2 separate regions of the Pan troglodytes genome follow, and region 2 is linked to region 1. A link is a contact called in public HiChIP or PLAC-seq data. All regions are on one chromosome and are shown on one strand. The core of a region is the stretch at or near the end of the contact, and the rest is flanking DNA. Distances in the headings are between cores, read along the strand shown.

Region 1 (7,604 bases), core at 3,754-6,253:
CATATTTTATTCATCATTATAACGACCATATGAGATTAAAGCTGTTTTAGAGACTACCACGCAAAGCTTCTATTTCATTGATACTCTACTAAAAAAGGAAATAGTAACTCTACTACAACTACACACATTTACTTTATTACATGTTCACCCAACCCCAAAAAATTATAATAATCAAGTGTTGAAACTATGTTATCTTCAATATAGAACGGGAATCCCTACTTCTAAAACATTTAATATGATATCTTTTTTTTTTCCCTGAAAGTTGTCTCTAGGTTTTATACCTTAACTTTCACATTAATCAGCACACACTAAATAAATGTATACCTAAGATATATACTTAAATAAATCCTATCCATCATTCCTATTCATCTCTGAATTTGAGACCAACAATAATGAAAACCAGTACTTAAACTATGATGGAAATCATGGTAATTTTGGGGCCTTTTACAACGTAGTTAGTGTCTCAAATCATCTTTGCAACAAGAAATGATATTACCACCAAAGAATGGCACTATGAAAAGCATTTATATAATTTTGTAACCTATGTGATTTCTACTTTTCTGTGTTTTGGAAAACTAAGCTCTAAGAATGAAATAAAGCTTAGTTCTTAAATACAATGTACTGCTATTTCTAGTTCAAAATCACAGATTTTCAGATTGAAAAAATTTCAATCCACTTATTTTTCAAATGAGATAACTGGGACAAAGAGAAATTCCATGACTTGCCCAAGATTACCTACAGTTTAACTGTCAGCGGGGCTTAAAACCACAATCCACATCTCCTGACTCCCAATCCTTTCACTTAAAACAAACAAGCAAACAAACAAAAAAGATTTCTAATAAAGTGGAATAATTTTAAGAAAGGCAAGTATCACTATTTTACAAGGAAAAAATTAAATCATTTTAACAGATTGGCAAACATGAACTAGTTCTTGGGGGGAAAAAAGAGAAGTCTTACAAGAAAAAACGTCATCAAGAGAGTGCCAAATTCGGTAAAATGCTTGAAAATTCTGCCTCTAGATCTCGTAAATATGCAATCATCATTAAGTGACAACTAGAAAGCAGACTTAATAAACTAACTAGATTCACTATTCAAACTAAGAAATAAACAAATGACAAAGCTTTCCTTTCGTCCAAAAAAAAAGTTTTTTATTCTACAGTTTAAGAATTCTGATACTTGGAAAAAGTGCCCCTTTTCTTTAAAATAAATCTCATATTTTAAAAAATCTAAAATCTAATTAAACGTATACCATAGTACCAAAAACAACTTTTAGCTTCCTATCCAATTCCATTTACTTTGTTAAAAATGTTTTAAATCTTAAGGTAGATGGTGATAATCAGTCATGTTTTATACCAGAGACAGAAACAACCATAAGATACGACCATTTCCTTTCTCAATCACACTTGAAATGAACGCATCAATTTTAACCTGCAAACTTTTAAAACTGCTCTTAAAATTCTACTTTCCTCTTGATTAAAATTCAACCATTGCGATTGTAACTAGACTAACTACAGATGATCAGTGCCTATTTTTAAATTCACATCTACAAATATTACACCCCATTTTAAGCAGCAATAATTTGAGGTTTCCTAGAAATTTCAATGCGATGTGATATATGAGTTCTCCCATTTAAAATATTGCTCAGTTTATTAGTTAATACAACAAATCATTTCCAGGTAGAGTAGAAACTAATGACTCAACAAGTAATTTTCAAATCAATGTTAAATAAATTCAACTCGATATACAACAACGTAAAACTTTTTAAGTCAGAAGAATTAAAATAGAAAATACTGTACAAGAGACTTTGCATGTGCTGACTTAGATATTAAACAGCGAGATCTACTATTGAACAAAAAAATCCAGTGTTCCAAATGTTTTTAGACCTAACTAAATCTCAACTAAAAAGGTAAAATAAAGTTAACTCACACACCTAGATATACAGTTTGATGGATGAGAAAGCACCTCAAATGGTACCTTGCATCCAGTAGATATAGAGTAAGCAATATGCTGAATGAATGAAAAGAGAAAACGAGTCAAAGAACTCCAAGTTCTAATAAGATTTCTAAACTGTCTGATGAGTATGCCAACGTTCCTGTTCTAGTAAGGAGAAAACTCCAAGCAAGAAAAACCACTTCCATTCAAAATAGGTGAATTTTGAGCATAATACATAGATAGAAAGAATGCTTACTGTATCTTAAATCTGAGATGCAGACTAGGGATAGAAATTCACTTTACTAATAATTCCTCCCCCCACCCTCCCCCCCAAAATTAAATTAACTCAAAATCAAAATTGATAGCTCATTTTTACTGAAAAAAAAAAAAACAAAATGATATTCCTACGAGGATTAGCCATTACCATAATTTAGCCAGATAACATTAAGCTGCTTCATTTAAAAAATGTAACATTACCAAAAGATAAGAAAATGCAGCATTCCTCAGTGACTTAAGGTTAGTGGGTTTTCAAGAGATGCACAGATGTAAAAGCAGATGCAAAGACGAGTTTTGTAAAACCTGCCCCATCTTAAAAATGTATTATAATCTTTGCGATAATTTTTTCAAATATCAAGGAAGACATGTAAATTCACGAAGACTTCTATCAAATATTTGTAAACCTAAAAATTAATTTCAAATTAGTAAATCTTGGAGTTTACTTCCAGCTCCATTCACTTTGGCCAAGAATTGAATGAAAGTAACCCAAATCACTCCTTGAAAATTAACACACGTTCAGTGTGAAAATGAATACACTAATACACTGTTAAATCTCCATTAGATGTATTAAACCTCAGTACCCTTGCTTATTTCAACAGCCGTGAGCGGTTATCAACAACTTATATTAAACCACAAGAGATTTATACACAAAAGTTAGGAAATATACTACATACCAAAAAAGCGCCATTATAATCATGTCCTGCTTTCACCTCACAAAAGACACTCATTCTAAGCTCGCTGAAACTTCCCAGTCATTAGAGAAGTTCTGATGAAGTAACATTAGTAATCATAACTATCTCAAAACAGTTACAAAAGCCTCATAAAATCAACGCACTACATAAATTTCAAAGGCTTGGTGGGTCCGGTGCGACTGCTTTAACTGCCCCACACACATATTCACACAACGAACCTGTATCAGTTTAGGAGAAAGTGTTACAGAAAATATAGCTCCTTTAAAGTAACTTCCAATCACAATACTGAAGTGATAAATCCACTTCTGAAAAGCAATTTTTAAAGATTCCTAAAATACTCATTTTGACAACCCACAAAATTAAGGTTTTTAAGCTATTAAACAAAATATGTCCCAATATAAACACAACTTTCATAGGCCAAGTTCCATCCCACAGTAAATATGCGGACAAAAATCAAAACTCTTCAGTGTACTCCAATAATAATTTTTAATTAAACGAGAGGCATACCATAAGAATTAAAAAAAGCCTACTAAACTTCTGGTTTTGGGGAATTACAGGCTTTACACTTCTGCAAAGATGTGTTTTAGTAAATGCAAGGCGAAGCACTGACCAACTATCATCACACATCAGAATCCTTCCAACAAAAAACCCAGGACTGAATGTAAGGAAAACAAAATAAACGACAGAGGGGGAAAAAATAATGTCTTGCCACGGTACCGCAGCGGCTGGATAGCCTGCTTGTGAAATGCTAATGCCACTTCGGAGCAGTTAGTCACCAGCTATTGTGTAGGGCAGGAGAAAGCCGAGCCGGCCGCGCGTGCAGAGCGAGCAAGCGAACGAGCGAGCGCGCTCTCCCTCTTCGCGCCGCTCCCGCCGCCGCCGACTCTCGCGCGCCCCCGCGCCCGCACGGACGCGCGCGCCGGCCCCTCCTCCTCCGGCCTTGCACTGCACAACACTCATGACGTATCTTTATTTCTAGCACATTAACAAAATATCACAAATAAATTGTCCGCAGCCCCTGCGGCCCCGGAGTACGAGTACCCCCGGCCACTGGCCCCCGCAGACCCCGCGCCGGCCTCCCAACCCTCCCCATGGCCTTTGGAGCTTTCACGTTCTAGGGCCAAGTTTTTGTCTCTGTAAAAAATTGCGGGAAATTCAATTTTTATTCGACTCAGGGAAAAGTTTCTTTGCTCTGCGACGTGAATGTCTCACCAGATTCTGGTAGGTCCTGGGATGCTCCTTCCCGGTCCAGTCGGTGCGCCGGGGCAGCAGCTGCGGGGAGAGGACACCCCGTGAGCCCGGCCCCCGGCCCCTACCCGCCCGCTCCCCTCCCCCGCCCGCCCCGCGCCCCGGCGGGGACCCCGAGCCCCGCGCCCCGCGCCCTGGCGGCGGCGGCAGCGGCGGCGCAGCGGCCCAGAGGCGGCCGCGCGGCGGCGGGACGCGCCGGGCCGCCGCCGCCCTTACCTCCTTCTCGGCCACCTCGCGGATCAGCACCTGCAACAACAAAGCGGGGAGAGCTGAGCCCCGCGCCCCGGGCCGCGGCCCCGCCGCCGCCGCCTCCCTCCCCCACGCCCGCGAGCGGCGAGCGCCGGCCCGGCCCGCGCCGCGCGCCGCCGTACCTGAGCCGCCTGCTGACAGGGTCCATCTTCCAGGAACCGGGCGATGAGGAAGTAGAGCTCTGCGCGGGAGAGAGGGACGGGGAGACACACAGGCTGAGCGGTCGGGCGGCGGGGGGCGGGGGACCGCGGGCGGAATCGCCCGGTGCCAGCGGCCCCGGCAGCCCCCCGACTTACCCGATCGCAGCTCCGAGAGGCCTTTCCTCTCACAAGACATGTTTATGGGTCACTTCAGGGCCGCCGACGGGACACCCCGCCGCCGAGGGGAAGCGGGGACGGTGCCGCCGCCTGCCCTATAGCTGTCAGTGTGTGTTCACGAGCCGAGCTTCGGCTCCACCATTCAAGCAACGGCGGCGGAGGCGGAGGAGGAGGAGGAGGAAACAACAACTCTCAGGCAGCGGCTACGGCCGTGGCCGCCTCCGCCGCGGATCCCTCCGCCGCAGAAAGGAGTCCGCCGCCTTCGCGGCCCCGGGCTCGGCCCCGGCTCCGGCCCGCGCCCCCGCCTCCCGGCGCTAAAAAAGAGTGCCTCCGACCCGTCGTCCCCAGCGCTCCGCACGCGGCACAGTGAGACCCCCCACCCGCTCCTCCCCGCAGGGCGTGCGATTTATTTATTTATTTCCAGTCGGAGAAGATGTCGGAGCCCAAGCCGCCGGTTGGCTGGAAGGCGCTTTCTCTGTGGAGGCCGATAGTGGCAGGGAGGGGGCCGGGGACGGCTCCGCGGAGGGATCTGACGCACACGGAGCCGCAGCACAGGCTCTATTCAGCGGCGCTGGCTGGAGCTGAGATGGAAGTTAGTTTCTATGTAGCAGAAATAGGAAACAAATGAAGCAAAACTGCCCAGAGAGGGGAAATGCCCCAAGGATGGGTCTCACTCACGCGCGTACACAGACACACACGCAGAGAGCACTCTCACGCTGGGCAAGCTCGGGATCGCGCTACCCTTCCCGAGTTGAATGATAGTGTTTGGTTTCTGTCTCTTGCCATGTGCATGTGTATAAATGCTGCGGATTGGCATCTGTGTAAGTCTTGTCCTGCGTTATTTCTGCAGCCTATGCAAGTGTTGTGTAATTTATTGGAGTGCTGTATATTGCAATAGAGGTTTGGGCTGCTTTTTGTTAAGCACTTGCGTTTTGCAAACCCGTTATTTGCTGAAGCCACCTCTGCATATTTCTTTTATTACTGCCATTGCCTTTGGCGTACGTTTTTTAAATGTTTTTTATTGTTAAACGGGCAAAGCGAACTCTTGATTTGTACTTCAGATACTCTTTTTCCTTATTACAAAAAGGCTAGTGATGGCTAATTAGGTATTTGGAATTAAAGAACCTTAAAGCTTTTTTAAGTGTTTACGAGAAGGGAGAATGTAAACCTGAGGGAAAGGAAAGGACGCTAATATTCATGTCTAACTGATCTGGATGTAATTTAGTGACAGATCGATAACCTGCCGAAGGATATTGAAAGAGTATACTACAGTTTAGCCAAGGTGAATAGTGATTAAATAATTTAAATAATCTGTGTATCTTGCAGTTGACTTCGTCATGCTAATTAATGGCTTCTAATTTGAGATGTAAACCATTCCTGTTTACAGTTAATCACGGGAAGACTTCTTGAAAACTGACGAAAAGGAGGAAAAAAAAATCTTTCGTAAATTAGTATGTAATTACCGATTTTATATGCTAAATCATACATCTGTGTTTTGCTGATGAGGATAAGGGCCTTGTTTTTAAACGAATATGGGTGAAATTAATGGAAACAATAGAAAAAGCCATTTGTTAGAAAACAAGGACACCAAATGATATTTATCTCCAGATGATTTAAGCACTTTCCAAAAAGACTTGAGAGTTCAATATTTTTTAAGGATTGCATTTTAAAGGGAATTTGGATAGTCGTTCTTTTGTTAACATTTAACAAAAGATTCTCCTTAAAAATGTTAGATAATAAACTGCATTTTATGGGTCTGGTTTAAAAAGGTTATTTGTGGGGAAAGGACCAACAAGCTGTATTGTAGTTTTCTAGATTGTTTCCTCAAGCCTTGTAACCTCCTAGCTCCTTACATTCCTAGTGGGAAATACTTGCTGCAAATGCCTTGGGCTGCACTGTAAGCCCAAGTGTGCTGCACCAGTGTGATGCCCTATACTAAAACATCCAGAAATCATCATACATATGAGGAAGAAGAAATAAAGCCTCAAACCCTTTGGAATAATAGGATATAAAATTGCCTTTTGTAACCGAATCTTAAAAATGGAAGGTTACCATGACTTGTCCTATTGCAACCTGGTTATCAGAATAACTTATTTTTTTTAAGATAGCTATTCTCAATTACTGAACATATTTGCATCTTTAAAGACACTTTATTCTATTCTATTATAGGTAAAGTAGCCTGTTTCTAGGTGGTTAGGCTTGAAAAGATAGACTGAAAAGATAGGACATTTTGTATGCCTTTTTGCAAATTGTATTTACTTCTAAGACCGATGCTGTTTTAGCTTAACTTTTAAAAAAGTGTTCTTCAAATAATTGTAATATTTTACACGATCTTGAAGTTCTTCAAATAAACAGAGTTTAGAAACTAAAAATTATAGTGGGATTTTCTGGTTTTGAAGGCTTGGAATGTATGATTCTTACTAATAGATGTTTTATTCTTGTGATTGAAAATAAACCAAATTATGACATGGAATATAATATTACTCTGGGTAAAGTTTGTGGTATATATCTTCTGTGTGTTATGTAAACATAGAAAACTAGCATGATTATCTCATATATTCTCTTCATTTAGAAGCCACAAAAGCTTTCACCTAAATATGCTACTAGTACTTAGCTCCTTAAAAATTTTTTGGAAAATCCCCCTCTAAGTTTTCTAAACATGATGTTCCTGTCATTTTGATTGATTTTTGACAGTGTTTATATTTCTTTTTCAAATGTCCAATATGCAGATAGCTGTAACCTTCCCTTTGAACTATTGTCTGTTATAAGAAAATATACATTACCTGCTAAAAATTAAAACTTCCCTTCAGCCAAATAAACTATTTGTATTTAACAGTGGATATTGAATTGAATTTTACTAAGTCCTTTAAATGTAACAAATACTCCAAAT
Region 2 (7,604 bases), core at 2,134-4,633, 160 kb after region 1:
AGAACTCTTCACTAAATGCTCTATTACTTCACAAAATACTATGGCATTTATAAAAAACCACTTGGCTTAATGTAGTTATGACTATCACACACAAAGATACACATAAAACTTACAAAGAAATGTCATCAGAACATTTTAATATTAATTCAGATGATATTACAGCCCTGAAGTTGCAAAACTGAGGCCTGGTCATGTTAAGATACAATCAGGAGACACACTTGAATACCTGGTAACAAAAAATGACTCTGACTTCTTTGTATATTTGAGTCCTACCCACACTTTTAAGACCAGCCTAAAGTTAACTTTCCTTATCTGTCCTACTGCTTGTGGGATCTATAACTACACATTCTGGAACATATACACAGTTTTAATGTTATTCAACTGTTTTGTGCTGCTAGTCTTATCACCTCATTGAATTAAACACAAGTTCCAAGAGGGCAAAAACTGTATGTCCCTACAGCATTACAACAGGGCTAGGATTCCAGATGTTTTCATTGACTTTACCTGTACCACTTCTTGCTCTGCAGAACAACTTACTCAGATGTTCATTAAATAACATTTCTTGATTTCTAGGAAAGGTTGATACAGGGGGCTAAGAAGGCAAAAAAGTACTATGGGGACATTTTAAAAGCTTATTATATTGTAGAGCAGACAGTTCTTTAATCAAGAAAAATATTGTGTAGTATGTAAATGCTTTGGCAGTTACCCCAGCTTTGAAGATCTTGAAGAGCTATGCATGGATTGTCTCCAGTTCTTTTTTGTATCTAAGCAGGCTTTACCTAATGACAGTGGTTCCTCACATAAGTTCCAGTGAACTTCAGGATTCCATGAGGCTGCTCTAAGACTTGACTGATAGATGGATGGCCATGATCGCCGTGTTTAATCTGAGGTTGTTCCTGCCCAGGTACCAACTGAGGTCGTTAGGCTTCAGGTATAAATGGAAAGCCTTCCTATTAATCAAGGAGAGGTTTTCCATCACCGGAGAACACTCTGATGTCCTCAGGAATGACACACAGGTGCCTGTACACAGTTTTGCCCCTAGTCTCAGGACCATTGGCTAGCTTATGCATGGGGGTTCCCTGCCTTCCAGGGAAATAAAACTGTAGCTGTAATTTTACTGTTATTTTAGTTTTTTTTTTTTTCCCTTCCCTCTGTCTCCTTGAGAGAGGTAGACAGGGGAAGTAAGAATAATGGTTTCAGCAGCTCTGGCCCTTGAATAAACAGCAAGGAAGGGTTCCATCGTCAGGGTCCATTATACATAAAGTGTGCACACCTAACCTACTGTTTTGTAAACAGTTGTTATAATTCCCAGTAAAAAAAGATGGCCTCCAGCTCACTTACTCTGTAACCCGTATCTTGATGATTAGTTCCTTTGTCTCTACTAGAATTTCCAATCCATCATTAACCCTCAGTCAAAATGCTGAAAATGGTGACATCGCTTAATATCCTAATTCTAGTAAAACAGGGCTAGAAAATACCTTCATAAAATTAAGTTTAAATAATAAATCTCAAGTATTAGTGCTCTTAATATGCCATCTGTCTTCTTAAACTGGGAGTACCTTTGGATTTCCTTAATTCCTCTTGACCCACCCTTTCGTAGTGAGTACGAAATGGGTGAGAATAAGACTTTGGCATCTATAGCATCTGATTAAATCTTTACTAGTAGTTACTGGTTGGTGAGATGCAGGGCAATTTATATCTTTAAGTCCCAGCTGAATGGGGGTAACACCGCTCAAGCTGTTTTCAGGATTAAATGAGATAATGCAAGTCAAATTCTGCACAGCGTGAGGGACACAGTATGTGCACAACAAACTCTAAGACTTTTAAACACTTTCAATTATTTTTAAAAAGTGGGGTAGGAGACAAGTTTCCACCCAATTTTTAGTAATAACATATAAGAAGGGGAAAGCTTTTGAATTTTTAAAACTTCAATATTTTAAAATAATGCAGTCACTCTCACACACAAATTAGTCCATGGTCTTTGATGAAGCAAGATATTAGGTGTAATTTTGCTTCAAATTTAATACCCACACTCGTTGACACTGTTGGAAACACTGAGGCTGGCGGTGGGAGGGTGCAAAGCACTTGCTTAGGAACCAGCCATCACACACTGATTTCTCAGGGAGGAGGAAACCTTTCCCTTCCCTCCCCGGGACAAGTCGAAGCCCCACCCCGAGGGAGATTTGTGTCCCTGAATGTGGTAGTTGGTGTCCGGGGCCTGCGCAGAAGGGGACAGTCCGCAAGGGGCGGAAGACAAGACAAAAATGACTCCAGTTCGCTAGACGCGCAGAGGGGCGGATAGCGCGCGGACCCCGCCTTCCCCAACCGAGTGTGGGTTCCAGTCGCTGGGGAGGACCTGGTGGCCCCCTGACCTTGGACGAGCCATATTGGACGCCCCGGCGCCGTCCCGTCTTCCACGCTGCCAACTCCACCGCTCCCGACCCGAACTGCGGGTAGGTCCAGGCCGCCAGGCCCCGCCTCGCCGGCCCCAGCCCTGATTGACACTGGAGTTGGTACATACGGGTCTGCAGCGGAGGCGAGCAGGAGGGTGAGCGCTATTTTAAACATGGCTTTCTCTTTCCCTTAGCCTAGGAGCCACCGCAGCGCACCCAGCCCGCGAGTACAGCTGCATGGGAATAATCCCAACATTTGCCTGATTTATTTTCTTCCCTCTCCTTACGCTTGTACTTGTTTTTCTCCTCTCGCTGTTTTCCCTTCACACTAATTCGCAACCTGGCAGTTTGCAAAGAGGAAACTCCCTTTCGGAATGGAAAGCCGCTTTTGCTTCTTGTTGTTGGGGGTGGAAAACATTCCAGCGAGAATGAGTTCAAAAAGAAGGGAAACCGCGCCACTGGAGAGAAAGTAACATTAAGAGATCGATGAGGACGGAGTGGGTGGGGGGGAGAGGGAGAGAGGAACGTCTGCAACAGGCATCTAAAAACAAGCGTGGAGGAGCAAAGATTCCCAATCCCCGGGTTACTACCGCGCGCGTTGTGCGCGAGCCATTGCAATGCCAGCATTTACTGTAAGCAGAATTTGAAGGCTTTTGAAATCTTTTTTTGGTAAGACTTACCTTTCTCTTCGGCATAATGACTATGTCGGTGAAGCAAAAAGTAAAGCAACGGACTGGAACTGCTGGCGCCGCCGCTGGATGCTGCCTCTGCCGCTGCAGCTGCTCACGCGCAGGGCACGACGTAGCCCGGCCTCTTCGAACTGCACCTCCGCGGCTCCCTCTGGGGGCCCTCTGCTCGCCTCCCTGCTGCTCCAATGAGGAGCCCCGCCAGCCGGCCGCGAGGCCCCATTGGCTGAGGCAACGTTCTAAATTCCACGAGGGCACGCCCACCTCCGCGCGCGGTACGCGCTGTTGTAGTTTCCACTTCACCGAAAAAAATCTGCCTGGCGACTGAGCATGCCCAGTTCAACTAGTAGCCTCCAGGCCACACAATCCTGAAGTTTCATTGTTTCGCTGCTCTGTCTTTGAGATTGTAAGAATTAGAACAGTGTGTGTCTTCATAGGAAGGAAAAAGAGTAAGAATGAATACGTAAACTTTATAATGTAAATATATACACAGCAGGTACTTTATACATTTCCTACCCATAAAGGCTTTTAATTAATGTTACGTGATGGGAACCTGTAAAGCGTGGGAAGGTACTCTGTACTGAAGAGCGTGGCAACCTCTAAAGGCCTCAGTTTCCCCCCCAGATACATAGTGACAACAGTCCCTAAAATCACTTAGCTCTAATTTTCTAAAATCTGTGATTATAAATCACTCACTAATTCAGCTAACTTCAAACTAGATGTGAAGACGAATGGGACATGTTTGTTACAGAAATTAGGAAAAGAAAGAACAAGGCAAAAACTGATTATTTTATATTTGAGACATATATTTGAATGACACCCGTCATGTTACACTTTATGCATAATATTTCTCAAAGTTCTGCAAGGCATAAAATGAGCATTGCAAAAATATTTCTGAATTCATTTTATGAGATCAGATTTACTCTGATACCAAAACCAGTGAAAGACTTCAAAAGAGAGTTACAGACCAATATCACTCATAAACATAGACACAAAAGTCGTGAACAAAATTTTAGTAAATGAAACTCAAAAACATTTAAAGGGACAATACATCATGACCTGTGGGGCTTATCTTGGTAATGCAAAGCTGCTTTTTTAATATCTGAGAATCAATCAATGTAATTGGCAGAATTAATAGAATAAAGGGGGAAAAACAATCCTTTCAGCAGATGCAGGAAAAGCGCTAGTGAATGGGTAAGCAAATTGTGATGAGCACATGTAGTGGAATACTATTCAGCAATAAAAAACAATAAAAAATTTTCCTACATGGATGAATATCAAAAACAAAGCGCTGTATGAAAGAAGTCAAATACAAAAGACCACACTGAATGATTTCATTCATATGAAATTATAGAAAAAGCAAAATTGGGCAAAGTTAGTTTCAGAATCATCTTAGCAGGCAAAGCTCACATCATAGGAAAATGTGTTGAAGCCTTACATTACAAATATGGCCAAATCCACTTTGGTAACACAGAGTCTGCAAATATGTATTAAAAATATCATGTATTAAATATGTATTAAAAAAGCAATGAAGTTTAATATTTCACTTTTTCTTTAGTAATTTTCAGAATACATTAATTGATCTAGCACACTCCAGAGGTGGTTGATTACTTTCTTTTTTGGAACATCTTTATGAACTCATGGATTTTTACATATTTGGTGTGCATCAGTGTATTGCTATCATTATTATTACCTTTTTAATGCTCCTATTACCACATCTTTAGCCAATGCATGCCCTTTCAAATTAGTGCTTGTGTCCTTTTGACATGATCTTAATCATTTTTGATAGATTCCTTGTTCCTGGGCATTCAGTGAATGACAATAGTATACTGAAACGAATTAAGATAAAAATCAATTGCTTAGAGCTAGATAAAAATTTACAAGTTAATAATTTTATCATTAAAATAATATTTATAATGAAGATGTCTTGCAAGAGATTAATTTGCCAAATACTTGATAGTTAAATAAAGAAAAAGTCAGTGAAAACATTTTTAGTAAGATATGTGTGAGAAGGATATTGAGTAGCACTTGCAATCTGGACTGGATGGCTATTTTTCTTCATGGAGATGGAAAGGTGCCACAACAAAGGTAGTGCTAAGGTGAATATTTCTCCTCTGTGATGAAAAATAACTCACAAAATTGGCTTCTTTGTTAATTTTTTTCCAAAACTAAACACTCAGATCATCAACAGCAAACAAAATTGTGAATGTTTTTACTGCACACAATAAAAATGCTATGATGAAATTGAAGCTTGCTTGTTGGATGAAGAAAGCGATTGTGAGGACCTCGAGTTCTTGGAATCTTTAGTTCATTTACAAGTTATGAAAATAACAGCTTTGGTTGAAAAACAACAGCATTGCTTATCTTTCCTTTGATGTAGATTGCACCTGGCTGAGCAGTACTCTAGGAAATGAAGTGTTCTCCCTTGTACCTTTAGTAGCCTTCAAGATCTGGGAAAGTCAGTGCAAACCTCTACTGGTGGCCCTGGAGGTAAGAAGAGTAGGCAAAGAGAATGATTTAGCGGGTAGCTAGAATTCTAGGTTAAGAGATAAAGACATCTGGGCAGAAATGAGGGTGTCACATAGAAGACAGTGAGGAGGTCAAGCTGGTAAGAAGTACAGACTCATTTGTTTATCAATATATTCCACTGAGCATTTCTACTACTTTGGAATATCAGCCTCTAAGACAGTAAAAGTAGGATGTATATACTATCTTAGCTAAGGTAGACCTGGATAAATTAACAGAGTTACTGACTGAGAAAGAAAGAAAAAAAATAGTGAACAAACTTGTTTTCCAATTCCAGCTCCTCTCCTCTTTTGTCCTACTCAAAACTGTTGGAACAGTACACCTACTTCACATTTTTCAATCAGCAGGGCAAGACCATTTATAGTGTCATGACTATCATTAAGGAAAAGAAAGAGACAGAGACATTGACAGACACACACACGCAAACACACACACACACACAGAGAGAGAGAGAGAGAGAGAGAGAGAAGGGAGAAGGGAAGGGTAAGAAAAGCAAAGAAAGGGCCAAGCATAGAAAATAGCAGAGCATATATGGTAAAGGTAAGTAATGTTTCATAAGATAACTGTTTCTATTTTCCATATGTGCTCATATAAACACATACACAACACACATATGTGTGTGTGTATGTTGGATTGTGACATGAAATATATTTTTAGTATGGTCTTGGTCAAAAAAATTGAATGCCACTGCTAATGAATGTTGTGGATCTTTGACGTTCCGAAAAAAAATGCTTAATATTAAAATTTTTTTTTTAGAGGTAGGATCTCATTCTGTTGCCCAGGCTGGCATGCAGTGGCACAATCATAGCTCACTGCACGTCAGACTGCTGGGCTAAAGAGATCCTCCTGCCTCAGCCTCCTGAGTAGTTATATAGGTGCAAGCCACCACACCAGGCTTGAGAGGAAGTTTTCAAAGGAAACAATGACTTGCAGATCATCTCCCTCTTGAACTGTCCCTCTTTTCCTCTTTCAGGCAGACACAGGCAGGGTCCCTTAGGCTTTTGCTGTAAGTAATGACAAATTACTGGAGAAGTCAGATCCAGAATGTACATATTGTTGCTTTTGATAGTTGCAACTGTACACCTACTTTGCATTTTTCAGACAGCAGGGCAAAACAAATGATAGTCATGACTATCATTAAGGCAAAGAAAGAGACAGAGACATTGGCAGACAGACAGACAGACAGACAGACACACACACACAGAGAGAGAGACAGACAGACAGACAGAGGGAGAAAGGAAGAAAGGGGAAAAGTGAAAATGATAGTGTGTTGCTTCTGATAGTTTGTAATTCCAGATTAAGTTACTAATCTTCCATAAATAGGTCAAAAATACACAGTGAAGAATTCAGGTGTGTAACAAAACAACATCAAAAACAACAAATAAGAGGTGACAAAAGAATATTTTGTTTGTATTTTCCAGTCAAGTCTCTACTTTGATTGGGTGCTAACTTTTGAAGAGACCAAGGTTAGTTTTTACAAAGCAACAATAAGAGTCCAAGAACCAACGGTCCCAAATCAAATGAGCTGCCTGATATTAGTGCAGATCCCCAGGCCCCAGTCCCAAGGTATTGAATGGCTAGGCTTGGAAATCTGCATTTTCAAACAAGCTTTTCATGTGTTGCTTACACTATAATTTGGGGACTAGAGTATTTAATAGACTAGGCCCTTGCTCTCAACAAATATTTGCTGAATGCCGGTACTTGGATTCTGATGACAGGTATCTATAAAAGCCTGTGGAGTTCTCAACATACTTCCAGAGCAGGAGCGTAATTCTGTGGGTGAAACTCACCCCACAGTCCTCACCTCATGCTTTTGCTCCATCTCAGTTTTGCTGGGCACAACCTGTTTATTTCACATTCTTTCTCTTCTCTAGTTGCAAGGAACCTGAAGAGTGATTAAAAACTGCACACATCCAGATACCTAGAAAAGTGTCTTCTTCTTCCCAGGCAGCCCCCTAGGCAGCTCCTTGGGCCCCTGGGAGATGAAAATCCCTGACCC

Evidence for each region. HiChIP or PLAC-seq counts read pairs in DNA pulled down with a chosen protein or histone mark.
Region 2: a contact with region 1 is called in an H3K4me3 HiChIP or PLAC-seq map of stem cell-derived excitatory neurons, with 6 times the contacts expected there. The contact joins the promoter of HMGN3 here to the promoter of PHIP in region 1. A contact is called at or near these places in 2 of 7 Hi-C or Micro-C datasets (induced pluripotent stem cells and stem cell-derived neural progenitor cells) and 1 of 1 datasets of contacts at active chromatin or transcription factors (stem cell-derived excitatory neurons).

Annotation. Positions count from the first base shown.
Region 1 is chr5:91,043,838-91,051,441 of NHGRI_mPanTro3-v2.0_pri, forward strand. PHIP (pleckstrin homology domain interacting protein) reads right to left here and starts at 5,004. Exons shown (of 40, transcript XM_016955892.4): 1 at 4,694-5,004; 2 at 4,520-4,578; 3 at 4,365-4,394; 4 at 4,113-4,172. The coding sequence starts at 4,733.
Region 2 is chr5:91,202,047-91,209,650 of NHGRI_mPanTro3-v2.0_pri, forward strand. It overlaps HMGN3 (high mobility group nucleosomal binding domain 3), which reads right to left and starts at 3,384. Exons shown (of 6, transcript XM_009451583.5): 1 at 3,074-3,384. The coding sequence starts at 3,088.